2 separate regions of the Hordeum vulgare genome follow, and region 2 is linked to region 1. Evidence: chromatin contacts called from public Hi-C data. All regions are on one chromosome and are shown on one strand. The core of a region is the stretch at or near the end of the contact, and the rest is flanking DNA. Distances in the headings are between cores, read along the strand shown. Region 1 has its middle 72 kb from the start of LOC123453109. Region 2 holds the start of LOC123453110 (serine/threonine-protein kinase BSK5-like).

Evidence for each region. A called contact is a pair of places that touch in the nucleus more often than the background predicts.
Region 2: a Hi-C map of leaf shows a contact between it and region 1, with 2.5 times the contacts expected there. The contact joins the promoter of LOC123453110 here to the enhancer-like site in region 1. A contact is called at or near these places in 2 of 6 Hi-C or Micro-C datasets (leaf and seedling) and 1 of 1 datasets of contacts at active chromatin or transcription factors (embryo).

What each region holds. Positions count from the first base shown.
Region 1 is chr5H:566,057,884-566,060,583 of MorexV3_pseudomolecules_assembly, reverse strand. No RefSeq gene overlaps it. Among protein-coding and RNA genes, the nearest start is that of LOC123453109, 72 kb to the right of the region's middle. Within about 2 kb of position 1,418, at least 2 of the 3 cell types and tissues checked have open chromatin away from gene starts, as enhancers often do. A contact at or near this core is called in leaf, where this site is marked.
Region 2 is chr5H:566,138,321-566,141,020 of MorexV3_pseudomolecules_assembly, reverse strand. It overlaps LOC123453110 (serine/threonine-protein kinase BSK5-like), which reads right to left and starts at 1,329. Exons shown (of 10, transcript XM_045129875.1): 1 at 939-1,329; 2 at 384-610; 3 at 99-234. The coding sequence starts at 1,005.

The sequences.
Region 1 (2,700 bases), core at 169-2,668:
TTTGCTAGGCTTGCTAGTGATGATGCTCCTACTTGCAAGTACACTATCAATGGACATGAATACATAAAAGGGTACCATCTTGCAGATGATATATACCCTTCTTGATGCACATTTGTCAAGAGCATCAAAGAACCCAAAACTAAAAAATAGTGTGAATTTGCAAGGGTGCAAGAGGCAGCCCGAAAAGACATTGGAAGAGCATTCGGTGTTTTGCAATCTAGGTTTGTCATTGTCCGTGGTCCTGCTCGGTTTTGAGATAGGAAAACCTTGAAATATATCATGACATGTTGTGTTATCCTTCACAATATGATTCTTGAAAATGAGAGAGGAATGAATTTGAAATTCTTCTATAACAATGTGGGTAGCCGTGTCAAACCAGCTAGAGACCCTAACCGCATTAGAGCTTTTCTTCACACATACAAGAAGGTTAAAAATGCAAACACAAACTTTCAACTTCGGGAGGATCTCGTTGAGCACCATTGGCAAAGAGCTGGACAGTAACTCATCTTTGTATTCATTTATATTCGTATTCATCACAGGATTTGTATTGCATTATTTAAGATTTGAATAATTATTTGTAATGTGGATGATTGTTGTATTGTGTTGAATTTAAATAATTATTTAGTTTGCTTCCGTTTGTTGTATTATGATGGATTTGATATCTTGCGGGCCGATGAGATGCGGAAAGCAGCGGTGCAAGAACAAACATCGCAAAACCGATCCATATAAAAGCATATTTGACGAATATACTTTTATACGGGTCCGTTTTGGGGGTCTACATCTGCAACCGTCTTTCCCGGTCCGTAAAAGCTGTTTTCCGCAAACTGCAAAAGCGTTTTGCGGACCAGCAGGATGCTGGGTCTGATAGAGTTGCTCTTACCCGTGCGTGATGTCCCAGCTGTGTGCGTGCCTGCCCTGATACGTGTAGGCTTGTTGTGTACTACGCTCGATTGGCCGGAAGCAGTCCGCCGTAATAGCTTATACTTATGTCTCACCTAAAAATACGCGACGATCACAGCGTTGAGGTCAGGCCGGTGCCAACACTTCTTTATTTACTATTCGACACAAAAATAGACCATGTTACCATTGTGTTTGCATGTAAATAATCTCCTCACATACTACATTAGGGGTAAAATAGTCTTTTTAGGCCAGACTTAACACCATTACTAGCCAAAACTAACGGGAGTTAAATGTCAAAAAAGGGAGAACACAAAATTTTGGGCCAAAAGGAAACCAACCTTTAAGAAATGATCAAATAAGAAATTCTCTCGACTTTTTTTAGGGGAGAGCTGCTACGGCCGTGTATGTAGGAACAAGAGGCCTCCTATTCTGTTCTGCATCAATTATATCCTCGATGCACAAGAGCGAGGATGACTGGGCTGACCCATTAGAGGGTGTCATGAGCAGGCTTCTATACCGCTAAAATCGCAAAAAGTAATGCGCTCGGCTGGATTCAAACTCAGGAACTCATGTACTCATGTACATGGGCGAGTGTTGCTAGACAAGGGAGCGAATGTTGGTTCCTGTCTAGAGCATGTGCCAGCGCGAATCATTTTAAATTTCAAACTTTTACAAAACGGGATTACTCTGTGAAGCTCAACCACTTCTCGAATCCGTGAATTCATTTTAGGAAACTCACATTTTCTGAAAACAGTGAACTGTTTTGAAACCAATGAACAAGGTTGAAATTCTAAGAAAAAAATTGAAAGCACAAACAATGTTTTAAAAGACAAAAAAAGTAAACAGGAACGTTTTTTGAAAATCAAAAGCAAAATTTTAAATGTGAACAATTTTTTTGGATTTTTATTTTTTCGAAAACATGAATATTTTGTTTATTTAAGAATAAAATTTATAGGAATTGCATTGAAAATTTCGAAGATAATTTGAATTTGTGATAATTTTAAAAAACGTGAACAATTATTACAAACATGAACAATTTTTAAATCATCCAAACAAATTTGAAGATACGAACAACTTTGGGAAACATGAACATTTTCTGAAATTTGCGAACAGATTTAAAAAACCCAAACAATTTTTGTTGATGTTTAATCGATATCATAATTATTTTGCAAAAAATAATGTTTAACAAAACATGTACACTGTTCAAAATTTTGTGAGAAAATTTTGAATAACCTCAAATATTTCGAAAAATAAGAGAATATTTTAGAATATAAAAATATTTTTATATCTGGAACATTTTTCTTAAACTATTAACAAATTGAAAATATGTGAACAAGTTTTGGAAAGAGGCACATGTTTTTCAAATATCTCCGGATAAAATTGAACACACAAAACAAATTTTAAATATGAGAACAAGTTTTGAAAACTAGAACATTTTTTGCAAATGTGAACATTTTTTAACCTACAGAATGTTTTGAAAACATAAATAATTTTTTGAAATGCGAACATTTTTTGTAAAAAGTAATAATTCAAAAACACAATTTGTTTTCTCCTTCATAAAGGGAAGCATGAACATTTTGAAAAATTGTGAACACGTTTTTACAGCAGATTTTTTTTCTAAAATTCCAAACAAATTTTCAAAAAGTTGTGAACACTTTAAAGTAAAACATACCAAACAATATGTGAAAAAAATGGATTTTGAAATTTGTGAACTTTTTTGAACTGATGAAAAATAAACATTTTGTGAAAGATTGTTGAAACATGAACTATTTTCAAAATTTGTGAACAATTAATTATAAT
Region 2 (2,700 bases), core at 80-2,579, 81 kb before region 1:
ACTGGTAAATCACGTCCAGAAACAACACTAGCATGGACCACATTTGTGATTGCATACAACACAGTTGGAACAAGGAAAGGAGCGAGTAACAGACATACAGTGGAAGAGATGCTTTGCCAAGGTATCATGCGGCATGAACTCGGCGACGAGCAGCCGCTCGCCGCCCTCGCAGCAGCAACCGATGAGGTTGGACAGGCGACCGCTCCGCAGCAGCCCAACGGCCCTGGCCTCCTCCTGCGCACACGAGAACAGAAGCCAAATTCAGTTCAGACTCTGCAGCAGAGGCTAGCCGAACGCTGCTGCGTACGAGACGACGATCCACCCCGTGAAGCAAAGCGAAGCAAAGCAAAGCAAAGCAAAGCAAAGGAAGGAGGAGCACGAACCACGAACTGGCGCGCGTCGGGCCAGGCGGAGCGGCCGAAGCGCTTGATGGCGACGGTGGCGCCGGAGCTGAAGAGGGTGCCGCGGTAGACGACGTTGGGCGCCTTCTCGCCGTGCTCGGAGACGATGCGGTCCGTGGCGAAGCCGTCGGTGGCGGCGCGGAGCTCGTCGAGGCTGTACTCCGCGAAGACGGGGACGCCGCTGCCGTCCTCCCCGGCGGCGCCGTTCTCTGCAGGGGGCACGAAGACAAACAGGTGAGCGCGTGCGCGCGCGCGTCGGGATCAGCAAGCGGATCGAGCCCCCCACCCACCGAACAGGAGCAAGCAAGGCCAGCCAGCGAGAAATTGGCCCGAGAAAAAAAAAACGCGAGGAGGCCAGGACCCCCAAATGCGGGGCCGACGCCGCCAACCGCGGCCGGAAAACACGAAACGCATCGGCGAGCACGAGGGGAGGAGAAGGGCGGCCCGAATCCGAGGGCGGGCGAGCGGCCAATGCGGGCGGGCGGGGGGGGGGGGGGGGGGGGGGAGAGGTTGGTGGGCGGGTGGGGGTTTGCTTACCGAGGCGGGGCGATTTGAAGTGCGGCGGCCACCAGCAGGCGGAGAGCTTGGAGCAGCGAGCCCCCATGGACGCCGGCCTGCCTGCGCGCGCCTCCTCCTCCGGCTAGATCTCCCTCCCTTACTCCCCCGCTGCGGCTGCTTCCTCCCCACTACCACCACCTCCTCCGCTCCGCTCGCCTCGCTCTCGCCTCGCTGCTACTTACTGGTAGGACTCGAATAGACCAAGACTATAATACTCGATGGGAGAGGAAGAGAGAGAGGGAGGGGGGAGGGGAAGGGAGTGGCGTGTGTGGGGTGTGGGGTGGGTTGTGGATCCAAGGAAGGTGGTGGGCTTTCCGCTCTCTCCCTGCTTTTCGCTCTCCTGTTGGCTTGGCTGTGTTGTTCCTTCGCCGCCCCCTCCTCTCCCCCTCTCTCTTTTATATTGCCCTGGTTCCTCCCCCCCATCCCCACTCTTCCGCCCCATGGATGAGATGATGGATAGCCCTATGGATCTTGATTCTGGTCTAGTTTAAAATCCACCGTGCATGCCTCGCTCTACAGATTTGAATTCAAAAGTGGACCTGATTTGGTAAAATGCCGTGTACATTTTGTATGTACATGATGTGTGTTTTGTGTGTGGAATTTGGAAACGGGCAGGCATATGGTCTTTTAGGGTTTATATATAATTTGTGTGGGTATTCTTATGCGTCGTCTCGTTGGAGCAACCGTGTATGGCCAAGGGACCCTTTAAATCTTATTTTTGCATGGAGTATGATTTTGCACTTGGTGTGTAATTGGAAGGCACGTGTGTGTTATTGATGCTACTGGTTGCTATTTAATTGTCCGTTAGATGTGTTACTACATGTTGCTATTTAATTGTCCGTTACGGAGTAGCTGTCTTTACGAGCTTTTACACGAGTGGGTGGTTGTCATTTGCGAGTGTATATTACATAATCGAGCGAGCACGTCCAAAATTTGATCCGTCGAATCAATTGGATCTTTTCCAAGTTATTTATTGTGCTCATTGTTAATATCTTCATTAGTATCGCGTCACCCATGCATGGACGCATCATTGTTCTATTAAACACGTGGTTGGGTTATTTCTCTTGGAAACAAAAGTAGCTGAGTGTTACGTTGCATTACCCAATCAAGTGAATATCATTAATTCATTATACTTAGGATGGCTAAGAGCTCATGAATTTCACGTTGCACATGTGGGTTAGTCGATCAATTGTTACGGGTACATCCAAGCGGCGTAAGTTTGTTCCTCGTATTGTAGGATGGCACAGATTATCTTCTTCGAGTCATGTGACCAAAGCGGCAACGAAACCATGAACGCATAACCATTGAGGAAGAGATGCACAAGTGGGTGGACACTATCAACGAGTTGAATAAAGCTTTGAAGGTTTGTGAAAGTGCGTTATATCGACTAGAGGGGGTGAATAGGCGATTTTTATGAATTAATCGCTGAGGAATTTCCCTGTGAGGAAAGGATCTTTTCCAAGTTATTTATTGTGCTCGTTGTTAATATCTTCATTAGTATCGCGTCACCCATGCATGGACGCATCGTTGTTCTATTAAACACGTGGTTGGGTTATTTCTCTTGGAAACAAAAGTAGCTGAGTGTTACGTTGCATTACCCAATCAAGTGAATATCATTAATTCATTATACTTAGGATGGCTAAGAGCTCATGAATTTCACGTTGCACATGTGGGTTAGTCGATCAATTGTTACGGGTACATCCAAGCGGCGTAAGTTTGTTCCTCGTATTGTAGGATGGCA